Regions from separate parts of the Oryctolagus cuniculus genome. Here region 1 is linked to region 2. Evidence: chromatin contacts called from public Hi-C data. All regions are on one chromosome and are shown on one strand. Each heading gives the region's core, a stretch centred on a gene start, on an enhancer-like site or on the middle of the called end of the contact. The rest is flanking DNA. Distances are from core to core; before and after follow the strand shown. Region 1 has its middle 34 kb from the start of BMAL1. Region 2 overlaps BMAL1 (basic helix-loop-helix ARNT like 1).

Evidence for each region. Hi-C and Micro-C count contacts between places; a contact is called where the count stands out from the background.
Region 1: a contact with region 2 is called in a Hi-C map of psoas muscle, with 1.9 times the contacts expected there. The contact joins two enhancer-like sites. A contact is called at or near these places in 4 of 6 Hi-C or Micro-C datasets (ear pinna, embryonic fibroblasts, psoas muscle and 1 more).

Annotation. Positions count from the first base shown.
Region 1 is chr1:52,925,413-52,932,292 of mOryCun1.1, reverse strand. No RefSeq gene overlaps it. Among named protein-coding and RNA genes, the nearest start is that of BMAL1, 34 kb to the right of the region's middle. Within about 2 kb of position 4,757, at least 5 of the 8 cell types and tissues checked have an H3K27ac peak or open chromatin away from gene starts, as enhancers often do.
Region 2 is chr1:52,874,210-52,881,753 of mOryCun1.1, reverse strand. All of the region lies in intron 1 of BMAL1 (basic helix-loop-helix ARNT like 1), which reads left to right. Among named protein-coding and RNA genes, the nearest start is that of BMAL1, 17 kb to the left of the region's middle. Within about 2 kb of position 5,908, at least 1 of the 8 cell types and tissues checked has an H3K27ac peak or open chromatin away from gene starts, as enhancers often do.

The sequences.
Region 1 (6,880 bases), core at 3,508-6,007, 52 kb before region 2:
CACTGGCTAACCCATTAATGCCTGACTTCTAAAAATTCCTATTTCTGTATGATCAGGTGTTGGCCTTGGTTCAAAAAATGAAGCCATTCATCCACACACATACATAAGCTCCTCTCATCTGTGACTGTCTTTCCAGTTTCCCCTTAGATGACAAATGTCTTCAAAAGGTCATGGCTCCATGGCACCGTGTTGGCTTCACTCATTTCTGCGTCTGACTTCCCCAGTGTCTTGTGGCAGATCTTCTGACCTCAGAGGCAGTTTTAGTAAACAGATTTCTTATCGTTACATCTCTTTGTTTCTCTAACCTTTCCTCAAGTATAAGTTTCTGTTCCCTTACCTCTAATCCCATCTGTTGAGACTTTGTTCTGCAGCTTTGCAAGCCTGACCTTTTTGCTTTCTTGCTTCTCCTTTCATCATTTAGCATTTTCTCCTGCTGTGGTTCTTCATTCCATTCGGTTGACACCCTTGACTTGTGCTCCCACTGTCTGAGCCTATAGGAAGACAGCCGTGGAGGGCCATCTGCAGTGGGCAGGGGGTGATGAGCCACACAGGAGAGACCTAAAGCAGACAGGCAGAGAGAAGCTGAGGCCAGAGGCCATACGACCCTCCAAGAAGTGAATGGGAGCTGTTTGCATGACCGAGGGCACCCTGGTTCTGTCCTTCATAAGGCCTTGCTGTATTGCTGCTTGTAAGGGTTCCCTAAGATGTCCTTAGTCCATCTCAGTAAGCCTCCCCCTTCTGACTTACACTGGGTAAAGAGGCTTCTGTGTCTTGTGCTCCCTAAGTACATGATGGCCCAAACCCTGAAACACGGTCCTGGTAATCTCCCTTTCTCCACATAAGACCCCAATTGATGGGAAAAATTTAATTTTTTTTGAAGATTTTAGTTATTTATTTGATAGAGTGATGGAGGGAATGGGAGACAGATCTTCCATCTGTTGGTTCCCTCTCAATTATGGCAAGCGCGCGGGCTCGGCCAGGCAGAAGCAGGAGCCAAGAAATCTGTCAAGGTCTACCAAGTGAGTGGTAGGAGCCCAAGTACTCAAGTCATCTTCTGATGCTTTCCCAGGTGCATGATCAGAGGTGGGACAGCAAGGACTCAAAACAGCATTGTGATGGGGGATGCCGGCATCATAAGCAACAGCTTAGCAGTTGTACCACAACACTGGCCCCAGAAAAATTTATTTTTAATTGTGATTATCACTTATAAATTGATGATTCTTGAATTGCTACTATATCCCTAAAATATCAAGTTACCTTGTTTTGCCACAGGAATTATGAACTGGCAATATAGCCAAGTGGTGAGCACTGTGCTCCTGGGGTCTCGGGATCTGTGCTTGAGTTTTCACATCGGTAAAATAGGAATAATAGAGGTACCAACCTAGTAGATAGGTTGTGAGAACTAAATGTGGTAATACATACAAAATTCTTAGAACAGCACTTGAAACACTGCAGGACTGTTATTTATAGCAACACATTCCCACGTGGTTTCCATAAAAACATTAACATGTCCACCTCAAGATTCCCCAACATCTACTTGCCCAAAGAGAACTGTCTTGCATAAGTTCCTTGTGCTGTCATTGGTTTCTCCACTCAATCCAACAAACTTTGGATTTGGCCTTGGGCCTGTTTGACTTCAGAGCCTGTACTTATTCCATTAGATCAGCAGTTTGCAAATTATCTGCATCTCAGATACCAAAAACCTTGACTCAGAATATTCCAGATCGGGACTTAGGCTTCTATATTGTAAACACTCCCCAGGTAATTCTAATGGACCTGGGTATTGCATCAGAGGCCTTTGTGAAATATATTAGTTTATCCTCACTAACTTCGTCTGTACAACTGGGAGCTATAAATGCCTATTTGATGGGATTGGTAGCAGTGATACCTAATATATACTGAATTTTTACTGTATGCCAGGTGATGTGCAAAGAACTCTCCATCTGTTACCTCATTAAACTCGCACATCAGTCCTTTGAAATACATATTAGATTACCCCCATCTTACAGAAGAGGAAACTGAGGTAAAAAGAGATGAGGCAGTTTGATAAGTCACCCAGCAGCAGTGGTGGAGAGGGTAGCTATCAGTTTCTAGAATTAGTGAGGGTTATATTAAATATATTTAAAGTAGCTGATATACAGTAGAGATTGCATGAATGTTCTCTTTTCCCTTCTTTTTATTCCTATGATTCTATTCATGCCATTTATTCATTGAGGTTGAGAACAATACTTTGACCTTAGCAATGCCTATGTAATTGAAAGCAGTATTCTGGAAGGTAGAAAATAAACAGGAAGGTAGGTACCAGGGGTAGATAGGGGTGTTGGGGATCACCTATGGGAGGGTACAGTTAGACATGAAGAATGAGCTCATGTGAGGAGAGACAGGTGTTTAACCACGGAGGGTAGGAAAAGGCAGGGTGAAAACTGTTCAGCGAGGAAAACCCAGGTATGAGAACATAAGCACATGACCTCAGAAGAAAAGATCTCTGGTACCACCTCCCTGGCACGGTCATCAGATTCTTGCTTGGCCACTTATTGTGACGAGAACCTCAACGTACCGAGGCAGGGGACGCTCTGGTTGCTAGAAAATTCTTCATATTGATCATTCTAGAGTGTCTACCCACAGAGCCCCCTCCCACCCCTTAAGGCTCTGAAGAACAAGTCTAGTTTCTCTTCTCCTGGACAGCTCTTCAAATCATGACCATAGTTGCCTTGTATCCCCTGGGCAAAAGCTTTGCTTCCTCCTACCTTCCTTCGGGTGACGTGGTTGAGAGTTTCTCTACATCCTGGTCCCTCTCCTGGTGCATGTAGTAATTTCTCTTTGCCAAGTCTTAATTGCAGACATGGGTACTGGCCAGCACTGAGCAACACAATAATAGCACTTGTCTTGCTTTATATACTAGATTTCTATTGATGCAGCCCAAAACAGCATTAGTTTATTTTGACAGCCACAATTCACTAGGGTCTTACATACAGTTGTTACTCACCTAAGTCTTTTATTCTTACCCACAGCTGCTAAGATCCCCTGGCTTGCCCTGGTGCAGCTGGTTTTCCAGAATGGGACCCCACATTTATCCCATGACTCCAACAGAGAATCTGTGCAGTGTTGTCTCGCCCCCTCCTGGCTTTGTGTCATCTGCAGATAGGATGCAAGTCCTCCAAGTTTTCATTTAAGATGTTGCTCAGAGTCCTAAAGTCTGGACCTCGGTGAGAGCCTTCTGCCATCTTACTTACTGGTAGCTCGTGATGTGGAGGTTTTTAAATAAAGAGATAAACATCTGGTTTGAGTTATAGCTCTGCCACTTACTGTGTGACTTTGGGCCAGCTAGTTAAACTCTGAGTTTGTTTCCTCATCTGTGAAATGACATAATAAGAGCTTCCTCTTGGGGTAGTTGTGAGGATTAAGGTAGAAAGTGTCAGGAAAGCACTGAGCATAGTGCCAGGCACATAGTAGATGCTGCCAAAATATTGATTCCCTCTACCATTCTTTTGAGTCAACCTGAACACATTTATCAGCATCTTTAGGTTATGGTTACTTAACTAGTTAATTAGCCCAATTAATTATACTAACATGCAGCCCATGCTCTTTATCTTGTCCACAATATCTCCTCAAGCACTTTGCTAAAGTTCCCTTTTTGAGTGATCTCAGGAAACGTCAGCAGAGACAAACAGCAACACATTCCATCTATGCGTAAGATTAGGAAAAACGGTAAGCTACCCGTCAAGTTGGTTGACCTTGAAAACAGTCTGCATTCGATCCACAAGGGATTGAGCTGGGAATGCAAAAACAGATTCACAATGATAAAAATGCTGCCAGACTTCCAGCGTCCATGGGAGCTCGTCTGGGCCACAGAATTAGGTGAAGTGACTTCGTTCCACTTGTTCATGCATCCACACATTTTCCGTCCCCTTGCTAGGTAAGCGCCCTACCCGCCCCATTAGGAATTAAAGGGGGAGCAGGACATGGATAACAAAGCAGACTGTCCTTGTATCCAGAAGTTTGACATCTAGAGAGATAAGGCGTTCTTTGTGCTAAAAGCCCTCTGCTATGTGGCTTGAGATGCGAAAGTAAGAGTCTCCGTTCTCAGCACCCAACCCGCCCTTTAGTATTGCGTTTGTATTTTCTGTAACGATTTGTTTCGTCCTGCCTAGCTCACTGGACAGCCTTTTGCAGTAGCGACTGTGGCTGCTGGGGCTGCGTCTGGCACACAGCTGGTGGTCCCAAGCTGGCTCCTGCTCCGGGAGGGAAATGCAAGGACTTCGCTCCACGCCCGAGAATGACAGCCCCAGGGGGACGCCTGGAGGTCAGCTCCAACGAAAAGAAAGTGAGAACGAACGCTCGCAGCCCTTGGGGTGGAAGAGCCTGCGGGAAAATGCCGAATGTTCTTTCCCTCGCTTGGGCTTTGGCAAAACAGGGATTTTTAGGGAGGGTCTGGCAGTCTGCGTTCCTAAAATCGGTTTCCTAGATGGAGTTGGAAGGCGGGGAGCGAGGAGATGCAGCCCTGAGTCAGGCTGTCCCAGTGAAGAGGCGGCAGGAGGAGGGGCGAGCGCCGGGACTAGCCTGGGACCAAGAGGAGAGGGACCTCCCGAGCGAGCGACCGGCCGTGGGCAGCTCAGCGTCTGGACCCGCAGTGGTCACGGCGAGTGGGAGACCTGAGGGGAGAGACAGAGGGCAGGGGCTCGGAAACCCGGAGGAACGCGCGGATTGGCTCTGTCCTCGGGGCGTGCGCTCCTCTGCGCCGAATGATTGGTGGCGCGAAAGGAGCAGGTAAGTCGGACCCTCGCCGCCCCGCTATTGGTCAGTGGCCTCTCCAGCAGCCACACAACTGGCCGGCGGGCTGCCGAGTCGCGCGCCGATTGGCCAGCGGCGGCCGCTGAGCCCGGGCTCCCTTCGAGCGCTCCGATTGGCTGGCGGGAAGAGGCAGGTATCCGGGCTCCGCGGCTCCTCCATTGGTGGGCGGGGAAGGGGGGTTGGGCACAGCGATTGGTGGGCGGGGGGCCGGGCCTGGGCCGGCGGGGAGCGGATTGGTCGGAAAGTAGGTTAGTGGTGCGACATTTAGGGAAGGCAGAAAGTAGGTCAGGGACGGAGGTGCCTGTTTACCCGCGCCGGACTCGCCGCCGCTGCCGCCGCCGCCGTAGGATCTGAGTGCGGGCGCCGGTGCTCCCGCGGGCCACGGTGAGTGTTGGCCGCTGCGGCTAGCGACGCGGCCCCGGGCGGCCGTCGGGCCGTTAGCATGGGGGCCGGCGAGGCAGCCCCGCCACCGCCCGGGGCGCAGCCCGGCCTCGGGGAACCCTGCCCGACGTGCCCGCTGCCGGCCTTAAAGGGCCCGTGCCCTCTCCCTGCCCCCACCCGGGCCTCGGGGAGGCTGCGCCCCTTAAAGGCGCCGCGCTCCTCCGCCCCCATCCTCCTCTCAGGCCGGAGCCGCGGGCCGAGGCGGGCAGGGGTGCGGGAGGCGCCCTTAAAGGAAAGAGCGAAGTGTCTGCTGCGGGTCGGCGGGAGTCCCCACCTACCCTCCTTGGGCATCGCTACCTGGCGGGGGGAGGGGGCAGCCAGCTGCCCCTTAAAGGGACTGCTCTGCCCTTTAGGAGCGGTGGGCAGGCTGATGACAAGTCCCAGGATGGGTCCCCGGGGATCCCTGAGGGGACCATCCTTGGGAGCTGCCCCCAAGGGCATTGGACGAACGATGCCGCCTCTGCCCTTCCTCCCCCTCTCCACTTCCCTTTCGGGTGCCTGGGAGGTTGGGTGGGGGCGGGGAGGGCGTCTCCACTGGACTTGGGGAGTCCGAGCCTGCCTACCCCTTCAGCCGTGTCCCTGGGGCCATCCGCGGCCGGTGCTGTACCCGGGAATCCCCGGCCAAGCCTGGAACTGACCGCAGCCTGTGAACTTTCCTCGGGCCTGTGCGGTCCGTGTCCTGGGCGGCCCGGGGAGGATCTCCCGCGGGTGCGAGAGCAGGTGTGGGACGGCGTGAGGGTGTTGCTTGGTGCCCAGGCGTGGGCCTGCGGAAGGCCAGGGAGCTCCGCGGAGGGGAGTGCGCAGCGAGCAGGCTCGGGCTCCGGCTTTGACAGGTGTCAGGGAAGCGAAAGGTGCCCGCTTGCGCCCGTCGGGGTTGGCCTCCCAGGGAACTCGGGTTTGCTCCGAGGATGAAGTTCAAGGGAGAAATTAATGTGATCTGGTGGGGCGTGTGGTCCCCGGGGTCGCGCGGCTGCCGCCTAGCCTCTGGCTGTCGAGCGCCGGCGAGGGAGGGCCGCGTGGGGTCTGTCACGGAGTTGGTGCGGGCCGGCCCGCGTCGCCCCTCCACTCCCTTGCCTGGTTCCCCGTCGCCTGTTGTGGTCGTTTGGCGCTTGCTGGTGGGTCTCTCCTGCCTTCTTTCATTGCTGCTACTCAGCGAGGAATCATTAGCCAAGTTTTGTCATACTGCTTCTAGAAATCAGATTCGGTATTTATGAAGAAGCGTTTCTTGCCAGTACCCCCGTTTCCAGGATCTTCGTTTTTCAAAAATCCGAACGAGCTTGCCTGTTAGGTGCGTCTCCTGCCCCACAAGCTTGCGTGTCATTTGTCCTGCGGATATCTGCTGCTGTTTCCCTCCCCACCTTTAATCTATTTTTATGTGACAACTATTATTTTAATTCTTCTGGTCCCATTGATACCAGGATCTGTCAATTTGGGTTGGTGGAGTTTTTAATTAATGTGCCCGTTGAATCATGAGCTTAAAATAATCACCGCTGCTCCTGAACAGTTTTGAATAATCTCATGCTCCCTGTGCTGCAAGCAAGAGTTAAAAAAAAATTACTGCTGTTAAATTTGATTCTGGTGTCAATGGAATTCGAAAATATTTTTTAAAAAAAAATACAAAATTTGATGTTTTCATTAGTGCTTTAAT
Region 2 (7,544 bases), core at 4,659-7,158:
TTGTCCACGTAGTCAAGCAGAAGCATCTTCGATTTTTTAAAAGATTATTTATTTATTTGAGAAGCAAAGGGAGAGAGAGGAAAGCACACACACACGCAGAGAGAGAGAGAGAGAGAGAGAGAGAGAAAAAGAGAGAGAGAGAGAAAGGCTCCGTCTGTTAATTCATTCCCCAATGCTCCCAATAACTGGGGCCAGGCCAGGAGGAAGCCAAAAGCCAGGAGCTCCATCCGGGTCTGCCATGTGGCTGGCAGGACCAAAGCACTTGAGCCATCATCTGCTGCCTCCCAGAGGCATTAGCAGGGAGCTAGATTGGAAGCAGAGTAGGCAGGTCTCAAACCAGCCAATTCTGATACGGGATTCGGGTGTCCCAAGCGTCAGCTTAACTCACTGTGATACAAAAACCAACCCCCAAACTTTTTCAAAGAGTAAGTGCCTGTGCCAGCCCTGCTGAGCACCCTCAGTGGCTTTCTGGCAGCCTCGGAATAAACCCTAAACTTCTTTCCATGGCCTGCCAGCGCCGCCTCTCCGATCTCGTCTCTCAGCACTCCGTGCTTTTCTCCACTTCGGCCCCGAATCATTCTTGCTATTCTCCTTTTTGCCCCAGGGCCTCAGCCTGGATTGCTCCTCCCCGTGTCTTCACTGGACCCGCCTACAGCAATTGTGGTCCCCATCACCTGTCTAAAAGCACCATTTTCCCCCAGCCCTCCCACTCCCACAGTGACTGGCCTCGTCCCCGCTGTGTTTTCCTCCACTAGCTCTCGTCACTTCCCAGTGTTATGCTATGCATTTGTCTTCTTGTTTACTGTTTGCCTTCCCCTACTAGAACATAAATCCACGATGAGGGTCCTTGTCTTACTGAATTCAACACTCAGGGACCTAAAAGCATGCCTGGCAGGTGGCAAGTGGCCAGGAAATGTTTAACAGGTACATGAACCAGTGAATGAGTGCCTGCGTGCCTGCGGGCGAACTGGAACTTTGGAGCTTTCTTCCATGGGCAGCGCAAAGCTAGTAGCCATCTTTCACGAGGTGAGTGACGTGGTCAGCAGTTTTATTTTAGAAAACCAGCTGGTGGCAGTGTGGGGGCTGAACTGTGGGAGGGAGGCAGCAGAACTACTTTAAAGGCTGTTAAAATGGTCCAGGAAATTGATGCTGAGCCTTGTGCCAGAGCTGTGGGGGTGGAGAAGAGGGGCCAGATGGCAGGACCTGGAGACCTCTGAGTACCTTTGATTTCGATTGGGATGACTTGGTGTAGTGATTCCTTTATAAGAAAAGCAGGAGGGGACGAGCTGGCCTGGGGAGAGGCTGGCAACACGCCCTGCTGTTTTTTCTCACCAGGCAAACGTGAGCCCTGGTATGCATGTTTTCCGCAGGGATACCAGCTCTCTGAGGAGCGACGCTGCTCCCCACAGCCTTGCCCATCAGTCTTTCGCTAGGGCTGTCTTCAAGTTAGTGTCATCAGCGAGGACGTGGGGCCGCTGGTGTTTGCACACCGCCAGCCTCGTTAAGTCCATGGTTCTTCCTTGGAGCAGTGGCTGCGTTTCTTCGTATTTGACTCCAGAGCGGACTTGCTGTAACACATTCTCTGTTTTGAAAGAAGGCCTGGGGGCAGGCGTTTGGCACAGCAGTTAAACTGCACCTTGGGGTCAAAGTATCTGGGTTCAAGTCCTAGCTCTGCTTCCAATTGCAGCTTCCTGCTAATACACATCCTGGGCGAGGTAGAAAGTGATGGCTCAAGTACTTGGATCTCTGCCACCCAGATGGGAGACCTGAATTGAATGCCCGGCTTTGGCCTGGTCCAGTCCTGGCTGTTGGGGGGCATATGAGGAGTGAACCAGTGGATAGAAGATCTGTGTCTCTCTGCCTTTCAGATAAATAAATCAACTTTTAAAAAAGCCTAGACTCTGCTCAGGTTCCAGGTGGGGTTTGCTGATAACCAGGAATTCAGTATCTCTCTTGCTGCAAGCAGGCATAGGAGCCCTCGCTCTCCCTCGGGTATCAAGGGCGCACATTCCTGGCACAGGCATGTCTGTGCTGTCTGCTGCTGCCTTTTGAGAACTTTGTTTTGAACTGGAATTTTTCCTTTGTCCAGATTCTTTCCTCGCTGAGTAAACCCATCCCTCTCCATCTTGCTGAGGTGTCCCTCTGTATGCCCAAACAAGGCTATGTCATCCCACAGTCCCTAGTCGTGCTTGTGAAGTGAAGTGCTGCACCCTCCGTGTGGCCACGTGCTTACGTCCCCCCTTTCTCTCCCTCCTGGGGTCCCGATGTGGGAATATCAGAATGAGCTCCACCAGAGCCTCTCATGTGCCGGCACTGCGCTAGGTACTCCCCATGCATTCTGTCTCATCCCAGCCATCCTGTTGTCCTCTACTACAGATGAGGAAGCTGGCGCTGGCAGTGTAGTAGAGTGGTTAAGAGTAGGGGCTGTGAGCAGACTGGATATGGAATTGAATCCCAGCTTTCTGTGGCCCCTGGGCATACTACTTGATCTTTACTCTTCTTTGCCCAGTTCTAGAAAAATGGAAATGAAACTGTGTAGAGAGGGTTCCTAGGGTTGCTGTGAGATTTGAAGGATACCTAACGTGTTATTTTGTTAGTACACAAGTACTTGCTTACTATGTGCTAGACATTGTGCTGTCAGTAAATAATGGCTCATTGCAGATCCTGTTGTCATCGCCATCATCATCCCCATCCCAGGGCCTCACAGCTGGTGTGTAGGTGGAGCCCTGCCTGGCTGTGTTCATTCTTCTGTCCCACCTACTTGCTCCCAAGTTCATCTCGCCTCAAGACTTTCTGGTCCCTGGTTTGCTCTCCTGGTCTTCTCAGGATGTGCCATTTGTGTCTACCTGGGCAGCAGGGTCAAGCTAAGACTCAGCAGTTTCTCACTCCCTTCTGCCAATGATGTCTTTTCGATCATTAAGGAGTTCCCAGTGGCTGGATTGTCTGGGCAAGCGCTGGGATGATTTCCCTGATCAACATCTTGATCACTGTGAAAGCCAGAAGGTCTTCCCTGATAACTGTTTGTGCCAGCAGGACTGTCTAAATAAATCAGGGAGTGACAGCAGGAAGAGCTGGTGCTCCCAAGAGTCACAGATCACTTAGTGAACCTGGGGAAGTTTATAGACCGTCTCTCCAGGAAAAACAAACATGGGACCAATACAAGTCCAGTGTTGTTCATGAGACATTGTCCCTGAAGCTCCCCGCCTCCCCACCCCACCAGGGGTCCCAGTTGAAATTTCAGATCCAGAAGGTGAGGCTGTGTGCTCTTTTGTCACTAGGCTCCTCCCCATCCACACCCTAGGATGTTGCCGCTGGCTGTGTGTACTGGAAGGTTCTTGGGCACAACAGCCTGATAACATTTGGAAATACCTGCTTTATTGACACCATTAATCATTAGCAGTTGTTTCCCGTATTTGAGAAATGTATTCATGCTACATCTAGCCTGGCCATTTTGATGAGATGCACCTGCTGATTTGTGCCTAAATTCATGCCATAGCCTGCATCTCGCAGATGGACTGGAAAAGTTTTTTAGCCTCAAATATCAGACTAATAGGAATTTTACTGTGATTTTAGGTGACACAGGGCGATAAACTCAGCTTTGATGGGGTTCAATGTTCTGTTTACATGAGTGTACATCTCTACTTTTTAATTTTTTTTTTTTTTTGATAGGCAGAGTGGACAGTGAGAGACAGAGAGAAAAGGTCTTCCTTTTCCATTGGTTCACCCCCTAATGGCCGCTGCGGCCTGCACACTGCGCTGATCTGAAGCCAGGAGCCAGGTGCTTCTCCTGATCTCCCATGCGGGTGCAGGGCCCAAGTACCTGGGCCATCCTCCATTGCACTCCTGGGCCACAGCAGAAAGCTGGACTGGAAGAGGGGCAACCGGGACAGAATCTGGCACCCTGACTGGGATTAGAACCCGGTGTGCTGGCGCCACAGGTGGAGGATTCGCCTATTGAGCTGCGGCGCCAGCCATCTACTTTTTTTTTTTTTTAACTTTTATTTAGTAAATATAAATTTCCAAAGTACAGTTTATGGATTACAATGGCTTTTTCCCCCCATAACTTCCCTCCCACCCGCAACCCTCCCATCTCCCGCTCCCTCTCCCATTCCATTCACATCGATTCATTTTCAATTAACTTTATATACAGAAGATCAATTTAGTATGTATTAAGTAAAAATTTCATCACTTTGCACTCACACAGAACATAAAGTATAAAATACTGTTTGAGTACTAGTCATAGCATTAATTCACATTGAACAACACATTAAGGACAGAGATCCCACATGAGGAGCAAGTGCACAGTGACTCCTGTTGCTGACTTAACAAATTGACACTCTTCTTTAAGGTGTCCATAATCTCCCTAGGCTCCAGTCATGAGTTGCCAAGGCTATGGAAGCCTTTTGAGTTCGCCAACTTCGATCTTATTTCAACAAGGTCATAGTCAAAGTGGAAGTTCTCTCCTCCCGTCAGAGAAAGGTACCTCCTCCTTTGAGGCCATCGACTTTTCAATTTAAACATTTTTGAAATGTCAGGTTTAAAGAGTATGCTTTGTTCCCCCTCTCTCTTGGGTTTGGGAGAAGGCACGTTCCAAGCACCTTAACTACCCATCCTGTCTTGCTTGCAACTGGGCATCTTTCCAGTGAACCGTGGACTAAAGCCTGCTATTTCTAACAGTGACAGGAGAAATGATTTTTATTGCCGATGATTCCACCCCTGGCCTGGCTATTGTAGGCTCACGGAAAGACAGGGATGGACGCTTCCTATAAAGGAGGCCCCAGGATCTTTCCTCCTGCTATGGCTGCAGTGCACTACTCTTTAGCTGGAGATGGGACTTGACTATTGAGTACAGGAACTGAATCCATCATCTGATGTAGAACTACTGGGTGATGAGCAGTTTTTCCTCTAAAATTTTTCTTCTTCCCCCCTCCGAATTATAAAAGTAATACATGTTTGTTAGAATACTGGGATTAGGGCTCTCCATATCTGGCTTTGAATTCCAGCTCCTTCGCTTGCTAGCTGTGCCACTCTGGGGAAAATGTGCACCCTCTCCAAACCTTGATCACTGTCATGGTTCATCTCCGTTTTACCTCATCCCATGACTGTAAAGGTAGAGGGAGACGCGTCTATAGAACACTGTCACAGAGGCCGGGTATGCTTTTGTTTGTTCAGTGAATATTTGCTGAGTGCCTCCTAAGAGGCAGTCACTGCCAAGTCGCTCCGGAATAAAGATGGAGCTTCTGCTGTCCTGATGCTCACGTTCTCAGCAGAGCAGACCCAAGTGCATAAGATTATGTCGATCTTAAGCAATTGGAGCCAGCGGCAGGCGTTGGGCGGGTGGTTTATGACCATCACCCCCCCCCCCCAGCACCCTTGTCTTGTAGGACTACTGTTTTTAAGAAATCCCACCCTCTGTGTCCCAATTCTAAGTCTGAAAAATGTAACCTCGTGGCACACATCAGTTCTCTCCTGGGCAGTACTTGCTCACTAATGGACTGCTCATTCTCTCACTAATGGACTGCTCATTCATAATCTGGGCCCCTGGGGGCAGGGAGCAGGTGCTCTATCCCTGGGCCCTTGAAGGCCCTGAGAGCCAGCATGTCTAAGTGAGTCCCCAGCCACTGAGCCCACACCAAATGATGGGCCTCGTGTTGGGAAGCATGGTGAGGAGTCTCCTACCAGAGCCCTTTCTGCTCCAGTGCCGCTTTGAGCACTCCGGTTTCTGAGGAACTGCAAGTCTCTCTCGCTCAGTGAGAGTGTGGCCCGCCACAGGCTCTGGATCCCTGCTTACAGTTCTCTGGGGTCATGTGGAGCCTGGTGGCTGGGCCAGTCCCAGCTTACGCTCTGGTACGTGAACTGCAGAGCACTAAGCCCAACACGTGGGCCCTCTCCGGGTGGGGCGTGGACGCTCCAGTGACTACTTCAGCCGTGGGCGACAGGGACCCAGGCTGAGGCGTGAACAGAAGGGCAGGCCTTCTGCATGTGACTCACCTGTCCTAGCGATAGTTGACCTGCTTTCGCGTGACCTTGATTTGCCTGGCAGGCACCGTGACAGATGCCGTCCGTCGTCAACACACTTTCACTGTCTGATTTAATCCAGCATGTGCTGCTGTAGGATCTTAAATCCACACAGGCTGCGGGTGGCTGGTTGGGCAGGTGGTTAGTTCTTCACTCACCTCTAAATTGTAACTCTACCACAAGGAAAAGGCTTAATTTCCAGAACACGGAGCGATTATTTGAGACTAGATATGATGCCAAAGCAGCAGGCCTCGATTCCTCGCTACAGGGCAGCTTAATCAGGAAATGGCCTAGATGGCCGCCTTTCAAGTAGGTCCTTGCAGTATCTTGGCAACAGGCGCAGGGTCATAATCGGAAGAATTTGGCGCTGAGTGTCTGTGGGTGTTTACAGTGCACGATAGGGCAGAGCTTCTCTTATTTATAGAATATTTTGAGCAACAAGCAGCAGAAGGCTGAAAAGCCACTAAATCCCGATTTATTTTTAACAAATTCCATTTTTCCCCTCATCCCAGAAGGAGGACTGAGTTATTAAAAAACAGTAAAAAAATACATCATTGCAGAGCGTGCCATATCTAATTATGGGGTTGCCAGCGTCGGCCTGCAGCCACAGTTTTAAGGGCTTTGTAAATCAGCCATCCATTCAATCTGTGAACTTATATGACTCCCATTCTTCATTTAGATGTAGAGTGGAGTTATTGGCAACTGAGTGCTGATCAGAGAAAGTTCTTCCCTGTCTAAATCAGGAGATGGAAGGTATAAATATAGAAGAGCGCACTTGTGTTCTCAAAGGGAGATAAAATCACTCTTCATTGTCCATTATACTTAGCTCACAAACATACATCCTATAGCACTGAATCCCCATGTTAGGGTTTTCGCTCATTGCCGTGGCATATCTGTGCCACTCAGAGGAGCCACATTGTGATATCTCACAGAGCCCTGCCCCAAGTCACGAGAAGATGTGAATCCAGTGCCTCTTTTTTTTTTTTTTTTTGCCTGCCATCTCATGCTGTGGTAGAGCCAGAGGGCGCTTCCGAGACCCTGTAGTTGAGCTCCGTCTTACTACAGGTGGGAGGCAGAGGCCCAGATTGGAGAGTCCTGGCAATGGTGGGCTGTTTCCCGAACCTACCCTGCCAATGAAATGCAGTAGATCTAATTTCTGCACTTGAGACGAATGCTAAGACAGTCGCATAATCAGCCCTTATGTAGCAGACCAAGTAATACGTCCATGAAAGCTGAGTTGAGCAGTGGAGGTGTAGAGCAGGGGATTTTGGAATCTGCGTGTTCGGATACCAAAGCAAGGGTAGAATCAGTTTGCTCTCTGATACACTTGGGGAAAGCTCTGCGGATGCTGTGATGTTTTCTAATGGAAAAAGGTACAGCCCATTTGCAAAGTGTCGGAGGGAAGTCAGGGGCAGTGGCCGGTGGGCAGCAGGGAAGATGAATGAAACAGGCAACTTTGCAGGAGCCCTGGAAATGGGTTATTAAGATTTCATGGTACTGCCAGAGAGAGCAAAGGGCTGGGGCAC